Linked DNA regions of Anas platyrhynchos: all the other regions are linked to region 1. The links are chromatin contacts, called in public Hi-C maps. All regions are on one chromosome and are shown on one strand. Each heading gives the region's core, a stretch centred on a gene start, on an enhancer-like site or on the middle of the called end of the contact. The rest is flanking DNA. Distances are from core to core; before and after follow the strand shown. Region 1 holds the start of SMYD5 (SMYD family member 5). Region 2 holds the start of SPR (sepiapterin reductase). Region 3 overlaps EXOC6B (exocyst complex component 6B).

Region 1 (5,013 bases), core at 1,819-4,318:
TGTCCCGTTCCCAGAGCTGAAGCAGTCCCACAACAGAAGGGCCAGCAGGTTTTTGCTGCAGCATCCTAACCCCAAAGCCCTATAAGCGACCTCCTTCCTCTCCACCACAGGCACAGGCAGGTTGGAGGGCTCCCAGCACTCGACGCACCCACGCGCTGCCAGGCTCTTACCTTAAATTTGTCCCCCAGCAGTTTGTGAGCGATCTCCTCCTCCTCGTTTGCTGTCTTACTGCAGAACTGCGAGAAGGCCTTGATCCACCAGTCCTTGTCCTTAGCCTGAAAAGGGAATCGAGCAAAGAAACTGCATCAAAACCGCTTTCTTCCCCTGCCAGGAGAACTGGGGAGAGAAGACGAGCCCTGCTGAGCTCAGAGGTGTTCAGCCACCAGAAGCAGTTGCACGGCAGGAGTTTACTGCCAGCGAAAGCATCGAGAAAGCCAGGCCAAAGAAGCAGAGCCAAAGGAAGGGTTCCATCCTGCCTAATTAATTTAGGATGGAAAAAAAATAAAATCTGCTTGGCTCAGGACACTGAAGCCTCCTCTGCTGCCTGCTCTGTCTACAACCAGGAATCACTAGACATTGAAATCTCTTCAAGAAGGAAAGCGCTCTGCCAGCTGCTGCAAAAAGAGATCAGTCCCTGGAAGTAAAAGCCACAGCAGGAGAAAGAAACCTCACACCAGCAGCCGTGGAGTCAAACGACAGCCATACCTGTTTGACAGTGGCGACCATCCGGGCCATCAGCATGATGCTGGAAGTCTCTGGCGGATAATGCATGTTTCTGGAGAGGAACAGAGAAGGAAGATGAGATCAGTGCTGGTACGGAAAGAAAAATCCAGAGGGAGGCAGGGGCAGCTGCTATCTTTGTGCTCAGGCCTGAGCTCATCACCAAAGCGGCCAGCCCAGGGAGAGAAGCCTGCACACACCTGGGAATCCAGGGGATACAAATAATCCCCTACAACTCTGCTAAACCAGAGCCCAGGGAATAGCCCTGGCCCCGTGGAAACCCAAAGGCTGCACAAGAGCTGGGGTTTGTGACCAGGTTTGGGGCAGGGATGTCACTTCTTCCCCCTCTGTGCCCATTTTGTCACTTGCAAGCAGGGACGGCAATTTATGGACGTGCAGGAGTTCTGTGAGGCGGAACTCCAAGCAGCTGGAGATGTGGCAGGCATGCTCTAAAACTGCAGGAGCAAGCGATGAGCAGCTCAGGGCTCTGTAGCCCTTTGCTGGATAAAAAATAAGAACTGCTCAGCCCGTGTCCAAACCCACAGCTACCAGGTCCCTCCAGCCACCCCATGCAGGGATGCAAAGCGAGAACGGTCTTCAGCACTGCTCCCAAGTTAGTGTCACCCAGCCTGTGACACTAGAGCCACCGCCTCTGCCCGTGGAGCACCAGGCAGGTCGATCCCCTACCTCCATGCCTCCTGCAGCTTGTTGAGGGGGTGCGTGGGGTCGTCACGGGATGGGCCGAGGCAGAGGACCTGGTGGTACTGCTCCAAAGCGGCCTGCCTGCATTCAGCACTGCAGTACGTCACCTAGAGCGAGGGGCACAGCGCCCGGCGTTGGCTACAGCAGCAGGAAAAGGGCTCCTGGGCCCCGCTGTGTCCCCTCCCTGACCGGTCTCTGAGCCCCAGCTCTTTAGCGATGCGGAAAGGGGAAAGGCAGGAACCCATTTCGGGGCAAAAAGCTTTACTGAGGGCCTGGCCAGATGCTATAAAGGAGTCAGTGACGCCAGGCAGGCCACAATCCCTCCCGATAACCCCATACCTGGCAGCGGGGACACTGCTGGTGCAGGTCTTTCCGGATGCTGCACTGCTCCGGGTGAGGCAGCACCAGGGAGCTCTTCCCCAGCAGCCGCTGGGCGTTCTCCTCCGCCGTCTCCAAAGCCCGCAGGCAGTGATCGCAGGCTGGAGGGGAGAAAACACAACCAGACGCGTAGTGAGACGTGTGTTTAAGGGCTGTATGATGCACACCACAAGCATCCTCATTTTGCTGATCAGCTCAGCAGGCAGCGCGGTCTACGCAGGGCAAGGCTCGGCTTGTGTACAAACCCCATTTTTGCATTTCTTTTCTCCAAGTCACACTATATCATCTCCTTAGACCCAAAAGCACCAGCCCAGCAGAGCAGTTTAAGCCACGTACACTAAAAAAGTTTAAAAACCTTGCTTTTCCAACCAGTGCCCTGCATTTTCACACCTCCAGAGCACTCTGGTTGTGGGCTCTACCCTGTGCTGGGGTAATGAGGATTGGGACCCAAACCACACAAAATTTGGGGTCCTCACCCCCTCGGTGGCATGGGGTAATGGGAATTGTCACCCAAACCACCCAAAAATCGGGGGCTTCACCCTTTGGTGGCACGTGGTGCTTTTTTTTCCAGCTCGAAGGCTGGGCATTTATCCCCTCACACCATTCCCGCTCATCAACGCAAGGCAAAACACCAGCAGTGCCGCACGTTGGTGCCAAAACCAACCCGAAACCTCTTCCTTTGGAAAAAAAAAATAGCAATTTGTCGATAAACCTTCGCCTTCGCCTCACCTCGGTAGTTGTACAGCGCGTTCCAGAGGAACTGGGAGGCCACCACCGGCCGCTCCACGAAGACGGTCTCCCCTTTGCGGATGCTCCTGGTGGCGAACAAGCCTTTCCCCTGCGAGGGAAGAAAACGTGGTTCAGGGGAGCCAGAGAAAAGGGGCCACACACCCCAAAGCGAACCCCAAGTTTTGAGCTTTTCACCCCAAAACCGAGCCCACCCGGGCACGGCGAGGCGGGGAGCCACCCCCCTGAGGCGGCGCCGGGGCTTCTCCCCCTTTACCAACGGGGATCCGCCAGGGCTGTGGTGGCAGCGGGGGGACTCAAGGGACCGAAGGAGGAGAGCTGAGGGACAGGGGGAAGGCAGGACGCCCCTCGGGCCGGCCTCACCTTGGCGCTGCTGATGAACCGAGCCTCAGCCGCGGCCCCGGGCTGGGCTCCAGCCGGGGAGCCGCACACGTCCCCCGCCGCGGCGGCCATCTTCGGGCGGCGACTTCCCCGCTCTGACCCGCCGGGGGCGGGAAGCGCTTCCTCCTCCTCCTCCTCTTTCATTTTTTTTTTCCTCCTCCTCTTTTTTTCTTCTCCTCCTCTTTTTTCCTTCTCCTCACCGCCCTCACCCCCCTCAGCCCCTTGGCCGAAGGGCGGGGGCCAGCCGCCATCTTAGCCCTCCCCTCACCTCGCCGCCACCCTGGTCCCCTCCGAAAAACACCAAAAAACACCTCCAAAAATCCTCCAAACGGGGCCTCCACCGTCAGCCGGCAGCGTGACTGGCTCTCCGCTATAAATTAGTGTTTTATTTTAACCACCCTGACGGGGAGGGACAGCCCCTGTCAGGCGAGAAGGCGCTGTGCCCCTCACGGTGTGAGGAGACGCGTCCCGCTGCCCTCAAAACCGGCCCAGCCTTCTGCAAAAATAAACACAAAATTTACACGCGTTAACATGCGACCTCGCTTTCCCCAGCTTGGCTGTCTGCAAACGCCTAAAATCAATGAAAACAGAGAGTTCAGTTGTATTTAATCAGACTTTAATTCATGCCGGAGCTGACAGAACCCGCTTGACTCAGCCCCACTCCTTGATCGCGGGTTTGGGAACGGGGCATGGTTTCTTTGGGGAGCTTTGGGGTTTTTTTGATGTCACTAGGTGTCACTGTCGGCTTGTGCTTCTCCTCCAAGTGCTTAAAATCGTTTTAGCTTTTCTTTCCTGCGAGCCCCTGTTGGGAGCGCTGCTAAGCCGTGCCCGCAGTCCTGCAACAAGGACTGGGGTGCAGGTGAATAAATGCTACCTCAGGAGTTGTATTTTACTTGCATCTTCACACTAACAGCAAAAAGAGTAGCCATTAGTGTAATAATAGCGCTATGTGTCCTCTTTTTGTAAGGTTTCAGTGGAAAGTCATAGTGTAGGAGCATCAGCTCGAGCCATGACCCAAACCTTTCTGCCCATGCTATCCCAATGTGGCAATTATTATTATAAATGCAGTCCCAATTCTGCAGGAACTGGACAAAAAATGTCTACTTTCAACCTTAGCATGGGCTATCAATTTCCAATTTAAAAATAAAAATGGGAGGGAGGATGGAAATACATGTGGGTTTTTTGTTTTAATAAATTTCAATAAAGCACATTGTGATGGCTCCTGCTGCTTGAAAGCTGCTGTTACTTTTTGACAACAGGAGTCTTATCAGGAGGTTTCCATTTTTTATTTATTTTTTAATCAATTTCCTGGAAAACACGGAAAACCAAGCACAACAGAAAGGATGGATAGCCCATCTTCAGCAGCTGCGGGGCAAGAAGCCACCAAGGCATCGCTGCCCACCTCAAAACCAAGGTGATGCCAAACCCTGCCATCCCCCACCCAGTCCCATTTCTTTTTTAAAACACGCTATTTTTATTAAGAAACAGAGCAAATAAATAACACTTAACAAGAAAAAAAAAAAAGATATTTCTATAAATAACAAAAGAGTAAAGTGATATACAGTGTTGGGGGTCAGGAGGAGGCACGATGAATTACCCTGAGCTTGTGGCACCCTGGGAGTGCAAGGCGACAGCCACAGCGCTTAGCTGCTGCTGGTGTGGACCCAAAGAATTACTAAAACAGACAGGAAAGCCCAAATAATTATTTACCACCAGCCCCTCGGAGCCCTTCCACCCACCACACAGCAGCGCGGGGTTGCAGATGTGCTCGCCAAGCGCTCCAGGTGCTGCTTCCCCCAGCACCGTGGTGTGTAACGAGGAGAGCAGAGAGCAGCAGCCGCCGTCTGGGTCGGGATCAGCACATCTGGCCGAGGGGCAGGGGGCCGTCTGAAGCAGCAGAGGTGTTGGAAAGCTGTGGTTTTATAACAGCCTCCGATTCCCGAACCTCAGCAAGCTGGGGGAGCGCCTTGTTCCCTGCTGCGGCACCGTGGGGAAGGAAGGCAGTGTCGGAAAGCTGAGAGACCCACAGGGGGTTTGGGAAGGCAAAATGAAGGCAAAAATACAGCAAGGCACAAGATAGGAGGC
Region 2 (4,492 bases), core at 424-2,923, 160 kb after region 1:
GAAATGCCGCCGCATCTCGGGGTCTCCGGTCTTCGTGCGGGCCAAGAGCTGCATGTCCGTGTCCAGAGGACCTGGGGAATCAAAGCAGAAGAAATCACAAACTCTGGTGCCCGTTCTCCTTCTGCACCTGGAGGAATATCTCCTTCTATTAAAACCAGCAGCAATTAACGAGCCCCCTGCTCACCCGGGGCGTAGTTGAGCACGCGCACGTCGGGCTCCTCCAGCGCCAGCACCTGGAACATCATGTCCCGGGCAGCCTTCCCGCTGCAGTACAGCGCCCAGTTCTTGAAGGGCTTTAGGGCGCAGAGGGAGGAGATGTTCACCACCGTCCTGCTCGAGCCGGGGCGCTTCCCGAAGGCCTGCAGGGCGGCCGTGGTGAGGCAAAGCGCCGAGGTGACGTTGAAGGCGAAGTAGGTGTTGATTTCAGCCGGGTCGGTGAGGTCGAGGAAGGATTTGGAGATGTCTCCCAGGGAGCCTGGGAACGAAGGACAAATGAGCCTGGAGTAGTTAAATATGGCCCCAACACCGTCCATATTTGCACCCCCATTTCCACAAGCAACACCCCAATGGGGACAAACATTGGGCAGCTTTGCTGGTCCAAGCTCTCCTGCTTAGATCGGGATCTCCTGGGAGAGCGAGGAGCTCGGCACGGCTCTGCTCACGTTTTTGGGTCACCCATGGGCAGCACCACGGGACAAGGACCTGCCCTGCCTGAACAAACAGCTCCCAACCTTTGGCCTCAAGCGCAACACCCCACAGGGCACCACACACTCTGCATTTTGATCTTTCTGGACCAAGTTGGGGGAAGATCTGAGGTCCTGCTCCTGCAGCGCTGTTACCTGCTGGAATGGTTGGCCTTATCCCAGAAATAATGGGGGAAAAGTGGCCCTAAAGCCAGCAGACTTTGGCCCTAAAGCCAAAGCAGGGTCTGAAGGTTTTCTGGAGGACAGAGCTTGAGGAGCAGGGCCGGAGGAAAGCAGGGGGCTGCAGGAGGAGGTGGGGGGCTGCAGGATGAAGCCGGGGGGGCTGCAGGAGCCTCAGCAGCAGCAAAGCACGGAGCTCCTGCACCACATCCCGGCAAGGAGCAGTCCCGGCGCTGCTGCCCCAGCTCCCCGGCCCCGTTCACAACAAGCCCCCGGCAATCCCCCCGCGCCCACCCCCACCATTAGGAGCCCCGCTCCCGGTTGTTACCGGCGTTGTTAACGACGAGCAAAGGGCCGGGCGGCGCCGAGGGCAGCAGCTCCCGCAGCGCCTCCACCGCCTTCCGCAGCCCCTGCTGGGTGCTCAGCTCGGCGGCCACGCACTCCACCCGCAGCCCGGCGGCGGCGGAGCCCCGCAGCTCGGTCGCCAGCTGGGCCAGCGGCTCCTCGGAGCGGGCCAGCAGCACCAGCAGCGAGCCCCGGCCCAACCGCGGGGCCAGCAGCCGGGCCAGGCTGCGCCCGAAGCCCCGCGAAGCCCCCGTCAGCACGCAGGAGGTCGCGGGCCAGCGCTGCGGCTCCGCTCCCGGCCCTATTCCCGGCCCTATTCCCGATCCCATTCCCGGCCCTATTCCCGGCCCCATTCCCGGCCCCGGCTCCATCGTGGCGCGCCACGGAGGGGGCGTGGCTTCGCGCCCCCGCGCCGTCACGCGCCCCATTCATGCCCCCGTGACGTCACGCGCCCCATTCATGCCCCCACCGCCCCTCAATGGGCGCTCCGCCAGCCCCAGCTCCCATTGGCTGCCCCCGCCCCTCGCCACGCCCCCTAGGTGGGCGTGGCCAGGGCTCGGCCCTACTCCCGCCGCGCCCCCGCCCCGCGGGGCTTCCCCTGCGCCTTGTGGCCCCAAATCGGGGTTTTTGGCCCCGTAGCAGTTTATTTATTTTATTTTTATTTACTTTATTTTTATTTTTATTTTTATTATTTTATTTTTATTATTTTATTTTATTTTATTTTATTTTATTTTATTTTATTTTATTTTTTTATTTTATTTTATTTCATTTTATTTCATTTAATTTTTTCCCCTATATATATTTTTTCACCCAATATCAGTTTTTTCCTGAAATATTTGTTTTTCCCCCATTATAATTCCTTTCCCCGATATAATTATTTCCCCAATATGTATTTTTTCCCCCAATATCAGTTTTTTCCTAATATATTTATTTTTCCCCCATTATAATTCTTTTCCCCGATATAACTATTTCCCCAATATATTTTTTTCACCCAATATCAGTTTATTTTTTCCCCTACATAATTTTATTTTTCCTCATTATCTTTTTTTTTTTTTTCCCTATATATATATATTTTGCCCAGTATCTTATTTTTTTTTTTTCCCAACTTATTTTTTTCCCCCAATATATTTTTTTACTGCTGGGCCCAGGGGTGCCGGAGCCCTGGCACAGACTGCCCAGAGCTTGGGGGGCTCCTCCTGGGGGAGCTGCAGCAGCCACCGGGATGTGGGGCTGGGCACCTTGCTGGGGGTCCTGCCCACCTCAACCACGCTGAGATCCTGGGATTAGGTGACAACACTGTTGTCTGATCCCAGAAATTCCTAAAGCCCTTTGTAAATGAATATTTTGGTGTATGAGGATGCAGCCAGCTTTCCAAGTGGGGCCCGGTGGGTGAGGAGCTAGCTGCTGGCTGGTTCCAGTCTCACAGCTCTCACACCCTGAGCACAGACGGCCCCCGCGGTGCCTGAGCAGGTAACGAAGCCGAGTTTCTCTCCATTAAGCAGTCACAGCTGCTGCCGAAACCCCCGCGCGTTCTAATAAAGCATTAAAAATTCATGGCGTGGCGAAAGCCCAAGAGCGATATTTGTTGTGCTAAAGCAAATCTTTCACGTTCGGCAAAATTAAGATCGTCAGCAAGAAGGAAGACAGTGAACGCGTGGCTTTGTCACGAGCAGCTTCTTGATGGCAGAACTTGCCTTGGTGGGTGCCAGTTCCCCCCTTTCTGCCTGCCCTGCACCCATCACATTTCTCGTCCCCATTCCCAGGGCCAGCTGGAAACGAGCAACATTTTAATGGAGTTTTCTTCCAGTGGTTCACTTCTCCCAACTGAGCCGTTTCCAGACCCCAATGAATTTGTGTAGAATTGGGGGTGAGGGTTTGGGAAGCCAGCAGAAGCTGCCTGCATTAATCCGCACTAAAAACAAGAAATCAGAGAGAGGGAGGAAACTCCCTCTGGGAGTTTAGCCGTGCCCTTTAGTCCTGCAGATCCTCCTCAAATATCTGCTGGGTTTCAATGTGGCACAATCACGCTGACTGTGCTTATTCCGCTTCTCCTGGAGAACACTGAGCCCTAAGCATCACTCAGCGATTTCAGGGCTGCTGCAGCCTCAGGGTTTTTTTTTTGTTTGTTTGTTTGTTTTTTTGTGCTCAGGGACAAGGAGGCACCGGCTCTCTTTGCTCCTCCTTCCAAGCACCCTGATGTGCTGCTGCCAGAGCCCTGTGGGATGAAAGGCAATGGATGGGGTGCTGCAGCGGTAGGGAGCCTCGTATTGGGAGATCTAGGCTACATCCTAAAAATCCCAAATCAAATTAAATCCCAAACTAAATCCCCAAAGCATTTTTATTTTTATTTTTATTTTTATATTCTTATTCTTTTCTTATTCTTTTCTTATTCTTATTCTTATTCTTTTCTTATTCTTATTCTTATTCTTATTCTTATTCTTATTCTTATTCTTATTCTTATTCTTATTCTTATTCTTATTCTTATTCTTATTCTTATTTATTTCTATTTCTATATTTCTATTTCTATTTCTATCTTTTAATATTTCTTATTTTTTTAATTTTTATTTCATTATTTTTATTTTTATTTCTGACTTTTCCTGGCTGCCCTTTTATCCCTGTGGGTATTTTTTTTGCAGCTTGCTAGTTCCTCTCCTCACCCGCTACCCAAACCCAGCCGTAAATCCACAGGGACGATTCACAAACAGAGACTTTCCCCGTGGTGGGAGGACTCCAGAAACGGGAGCTCCAAAAATTAAATTAATGCTGAAAAAGGGCAAGGGGCAGCACACAGCTTTAGGATTTTAGGTGCGGGAGGACGAGCAGAGTGATGCAGACAGGTCTCACGGAGCAGGATCAGCTCCGGTTGCGCAGCTCTGCTGGCTACAAGGATGCATCCAGGGTGGAGGAAAGGTGGGTGCGGGCTTTCCAGAACCCCGTGGCCCACAAAATCACCAGATTTTGGGCTTCCTTTGCAGCTCGGGGTGCAGTCGAGGGACACGACGCTAGGTGTCAGCGGCATTTCCAAGCTGGGGCTGCGGGAGGGGAACGGGGCGAAGGACTGGGGAGGTGGCTGGGGCAGCCGGGAGCTGCTGGGGGTGGAAACGCAGCCGAGCTGTTTGAGGTGGCTCCTGGTGTCTTATCAGAATTGTCCAGACATCATTGTTTGGAGATACGCCTATAGGGTTTGAGGATTTGTCCCGAGAAGCTGCCCAAGCTGCTCCACTGCTGCAGCACGGCTCCTGTTGGCATCGGGATATCGCGTCCGTGTGTGGCCGCAGTGCTCT
Region 3 (4,835 bases), core at 1,198-3,697, 190 kb after region 1:
GTCCCCGTGTGTGGCCATCACCTGCGTTCCCCGCTCCTCGATGAGCACACTGCTGGAGCAAGAATTTAATCCATTTATTGAGCAAGAGCCCACAGAGCAGGCCCCGTTGTGGTGAAGCCAATTTGTCCGTGCGGGTTTTTCTTTTGGCTTGCACAAGCTGCTTTCTTTTCCTGCCCGTCCCGGCTGATGGATGGCTCTGGAGATGAATGTCTGCGGTGGTCCCCGTCCGCCACTCGGAACAAGCCCGCTTTGTGGCTTTGGTTTGAACTTTCAGCATGGATTTTTAATTAAGCCGTAACACAGAAAGCTGTCTAGGCTAATAGCAGCGGATGTAAATCTGAGGTGGATGCTCCGAGTATGCTTTGAATCTAGTACTTCTCGCTAAATCCTCTTAAATAACTTGCAAATACTTGGTTTTTGGGTACACGGCGCAAGCAGAAACACATCCCAGATGTTTTCTGAAACCCGGTATGTTGTTAGAACAAATTCAGATCACTTTTCTATATCTATTTTTTTTTCAATTTCCCCTTTCTGTAGCCACTTCGGGTCGGTAACTGCAAAATCAGGAGATGCTCTGGGGCAGGAGGTGTCCGGAGGATGATCCCAGCTGCCTGCAGCCAGTGTTTTGGGGATGAGGACGCTTGAGGTGACCTGGTGCCGTGGCCTTGGCTCAGTTTTGCTGAGCCTCTGGTGCTGAGCCTGGTCCTTGAGCTGGTTCCTTGCTCCTGTCCTGGTGCTGGTGCCTCCTCGCTGCAGCTCCTGGGGACTTGAGGAGGATTTCTAAGACCACAAAAAAGGGCTGTGTCTGTAAATCCAAGCAGCGTGATCGCTTCTGCTTCACTGCTTGGGTGCAGGAGTAAAAAAAAGCTAGGAAATGGTTATTTCCATGTGTTAGTGTGCCATATATTGGCCGTCCGCTTTTCCTTTAGGGTTTAGACCTGATCTTGACCATCTCCTCCGAATTGGACCTGGCAATGTGAAAATTTAGGGTTTCCTTTGGTGCCATCAAGTGGCAAAATGCAGTAGTGGTGCCTGGTGGAGGTGATGAGGGATAGCAGAGGCTGCAAGCAGGAAACATCCCTCCTGCTTGAGGGTGCAGGGAGATCACAGGGGACGTGTCTTTGTATGGGAAGGAGAAGGTCTGGGGATGGCAGGGATAATTTCTCATCCACAGAGAGGCTGTGGAGGGTGTAATGGGTTTCCTTCTATTGCCATCTGATTCCTGGCCTTCTTATTAATCTCAGCCACTTATATGCTTATGTCATTTGCTCCTAAACATGCTCTAAACACTTAATTAAATTATTTTATGAAGCTTTGAGGAGCTGCTCAGGTATGTTGGTGCAAGCCCAGTGAGTGGATGTGCTGAGGAACACAGACTGAACCTGGCCTTCCTTTGGCAGCAGCTGCCTTGAGTGAGTCCATCGCATTTCAGCCCATAAAAGACATCCCCTGTTCTGTACCTTTCTCTTTCCACTCTATTAAATATTAAATTACCTTTACAGACAGAAGCAGAGCTGGAAGCAGAGTCCATTTGAGTGCTTTCTGCTTGGTGCCAGGACCTGCCTCACGTATCACCCTGCTGGGGGATGGAGGCTTGTCTCCACTTCATGTTTGCTGCTTTGTGGACCAAACCCTTGATGTTTTTCAGTCCCAGTTTTCTCATTTGAATCTGTATTTGTACACCGAATCCTGAGGACGGTATTTTTCCAGGAGAGCATCAGCAAGGAGTTAATACTGTGACAAATCCTTTTTTTCTTAAGCCTGAGCTGTGGAAGTGGCTGAGCTGTCTTGATAGGGGTAAAACGAGAACTTCAAAAGGGGAAAAAGAATCACCTGGAAGCAGACGAGCAAGGCTGAAGCCCCAGAGGTACCATTTATGCACAATGCAAAGCCAGGTAGGAGAAAAACACTGCTCCAGAAGCCTGCCCAGCCTCCCAGAGAGGCACAGCAGCAGCTCCTTCAGGGGAACAGGTACGAGGTTCAGGATCTTCCTGTGCCAGAGCTGCTCCATTTACAGGGGATGAGCAGCACCATCAGTCTGTCCAGTCCCAGCGTTGTGGGCTGCTGGGTTGGGCAGGCTGCTGGTTTTTGAGCTGGGCCAGGATGGGAAGTGCAGGGTGTGAGCTGAGAGGCACGGTCCTCTCACAGCCCATGCTTTTTCCTGCGTGGCTCAGGATTAGTTAAATGCTGTCAGTCACCAAATGGGATTTTTGGACAACTGGCTTCTGTCTTTCAGAGCACTTCTTGGCTTTGTGCAGTAGAAATATTTGAAGGACAGAACGCCTTTGCTGTCTTTAGTTTGTAGAAAAAACGTCCTGCTGCTGCTCTGTCTTTACAGCCCTTCAGCCCAGGCGTGCGTGCTGAGCTGTGTGCTGTGCTGCATCCCCCCCTGCTGCGGATGCTGTGACAGTCTGAGAGCGTTTGACCTCTCGAGGAGACTGATAATGAGGGGCTGCGTGTCCTTGAGCCACGGCCAGATCTGCTCGGGGTTCTGATAAGCACAGCTCGTGCTGCAGAGGCAGTGCTGCAGGCACGCTGCCTTGCTCTTGCCACTACCCTCTGGGTGCTGCAGACCTCCAAAAGGAGAGGTAGGCTGGGTGGCTGGGGACCTCTAACCTTGTAAAGCATCATAATTTAAAAAAATAAAATATATCCATGCCCAGAACGTGGCTGTTGGGTTTATGCAGCCCTGAGCTGCACGATGTGCTCGCCCATCACAGCCCCAAAACTCAGCCCCTCGTTTAGGTGGCTGCCACCCCCTGAGGGTAAATGTTCCCCAGCTGGAGCGAGGGGATTGAAACCTCTGTGCCCTTCTTAGGGAAAGAGAAAGTTGCTCGTGGCGATTGGAAGTTAGAAGTGGGAATTAGAAGTATGGAGAGTGCAAAATGTGTTGCGTTGTAAAGCTGTTGTGAAAAATGCTCATGTGTTGCTCGGATAAATTCCCGTAACGCTTGCAGTGATGTGTCCCAAACAGCTCCTGAGCTGCAGGAAACGTCTCTGCTCTTCCACCAAGTGCTGCTGCTGAGGCTCTGGGGGGTGCTGAGCTGCAGGTACCTCTCTTCATTTCTCACAGCACAGGGGAAATGCTCAAGCAGCAGATCCCAGGACTCTGCGCAGAGACAGCTGTGGGGTTAGAGTTGTTTTTACCTCCTGGGGTCCTGCTGGGGCAGCTTTTCCCTCTCTCCTGGCCTTTCTGTAAGTAGAAATAAATTCCCAATGGCACTGATGTACTTTACCTGCTCAATCTTTTTCCCTGCCAGAGGGTAACAGCCTTTAATTTGCTGCCCCTGTCCCTTGCCTCCCCCTGCAGCTGGTGGGGTGCAGCGTGGGGAGTGAAAGCAGCCGGTGCCTGCCGGCAGCAGAGGTCAGCGTTATCAGCTGTTGATAAATACTCAATTCACTGGCTTCCAAAATAGATGCTTAATCCCAATACGGAGCTTTTATGTAGGAATTGACATCCCAAACCTTAGCTTTGGCTTTCTTCAGCAGCTTGTACTTTGATCCAGGTGTTAATCCTGATCAGCATGCTGTAGGCTTCGCTTACAGAGATGAAAAAAGGATTTTTGTTCTTTTTTTTAAGGCCCTTGAAGAGCATCGTTTCTGTTCCTGAAGGGCATGGTTTTCCACAGGGCTGAGTAAAGGCGTTGTCTTGTCGGATGGCTTTACAGAATCACAGAATCCACCTTTACCTGCACGATGGAAGAAAAGGGAAAGGAGACTTTCTTGCCGGTTACGCCTGCTGCCTTCCCTAGATCAGATCTGCAGGGTGTGCTTTGGGTAGCACTGAGCTTTGCTTGGCTACAGCTCTGCTTATCTTTTGGATATCAGAGAGGAGCTCAAAGACCTAAATCGCAGCCCTTTTCACCTTTACCTGTAGAAAGAAAGCCAGAGATGCTTTTTTTTCATTTTCCTGCTGCTGTTTTGGGACTGCCACTGGTTCACCTTGCCTCCCTGGTGGGATTGCATCCCTTCTGCACTGTGTTTGCTTCCCCTTCTCCCTCGCTCAGAGCTGCCAGCCCCTCGGTGATCCTGCTTTGGGTGCCGCCAGGTTCCTGCAGGACCACCAGGAAGCCTCTGGTGGTGTGACAAAGCTGGGCAGTGCCTCTTCATCAACCAGAAACGTTCTGAAATTTATTTATGCAATCCCCTTGCTTTCTTTCAGCCCTTTACTCGAGTTTGTAAAAGCACAAACCAGCTAGCAAGAACTGTAAGTTTGCTTTCAGGATAAAACCTCCAATTCCGAGAACCAGTCAAGTATATCATGGTGAAGACCCCACAGTTTCTTTTGGGGGTGCTTGTGGTTGTGTGCAGCACCCCGAGAGAGTTGGGGCAGCCTGGGATCTGCTCAGGCTCATCCTTATCTCCCCTCCCGTGCTTCGGTGCTGGTCCCTGTGCTAGCAGAGCCACCGCCTGCCCACATCCCCTAACAGTGCCCTCCCAAATTGAATGGCACGGCTTTCAAATGGCCAAAAAAAAACAAAAACAAAAAAAACCAACGAAAACCCAAACCAGGTTTAATTAGCATTAAAACTGGGATAATTAACTTCCTTAAATAGAGAAAAGCAACTCAAAGAAATCAATCAAGCTGGATAAAATCCACGAACGTGGCCTTGTAGGGCGTAAAGGGCAGCAGGAAAGCTGGGTCGAGACCTTCTAATTTCTGCTGTGTGGGGCAGCAAATGGTGCCTGGCCCCTGAGGACCCCTTTCCATCACCATATTTTGGACCTGGGGGCCCTGTCTCAGGACAGGCAGTGTCACACTTCCCTCTTTGTGAATGGAAGTCTATTTCAGTGTGTGCTTAGCTCAATTGAAGCCCAAACAAGCACAGACTTTG

The links. A called contact is a pair of places that touch in the nucleus more often than the background predicts.
Region 2: a Hi-C map of subcutaneous adipose tissue shows a contact between it and region 1, with 3 times the contacts expected there. The contact joins the promoter of SPR here to the promoter of SMYD5 in region 1. A contact is called at or near these places in 3 of 8 Hi-C or Micro-C datasets (skeletal muscle, small yellow follicle and subcutaneous adipose tissue).
Region 3: a Hi-C map of subcutaneous adipose tissue shows a contact between it and region 1, with 4 times the contacts expected there. The contact joins the enhancer-like site here to the promoter of SMYD5 in region 1. A contact is called at or near these places in 2 of 8 Hi-C or Micro-C datasets (skeletal muscle and subcutaneous adipose tissue).

What each region holds. Positions count from the first base shown.
Region 1 is chr4:77,975,135-77,980,147 of IASCAAS_PekinDuck_T2T, forward strand. SMYD5 (SMYD family member 5) reads right to left here and starts at 3,069. Exons shown (of 13, transcript XM_005023977.5): 1 at 2,911-3,069; 2 at 2,530-2,638; 3 at 1,762-1,901; 4 at 1,408-1,529; 5 at 706-775; 6 at 171-275. The coding sequence starts at 3,000.
Region 2 is chr4:78,138,113-78,142,604 of IASCAAS_PekinDuck_T2T, forward strand. SPR (sepiapterin reductase) reads right to left here and starts at 1,674. Exons shown (of 3, transcript XM_027455863.3): 1 at 1,192-1,674; 2 at 185-475; 3 at 1-71. The coding sequence starts at 1,636.
Region 3 is chr4:78,167,659-78,172,493 of IASCAAS_PekinDuck_T2T, forward strand. The region is part of intron 1 of EXOC6B (exocyst complex component 6B); the gene reads left to right. Among named protein-coding and RNA genes, the nearest start is that of EXOC6B, 22 kb to the left of the region's middle. Within about 2 kb of position 2,448, at least 5 of the 8 cell types and tissues checked have an H3K27ac peak or open chromatin away from gene starts, as enhancers often do.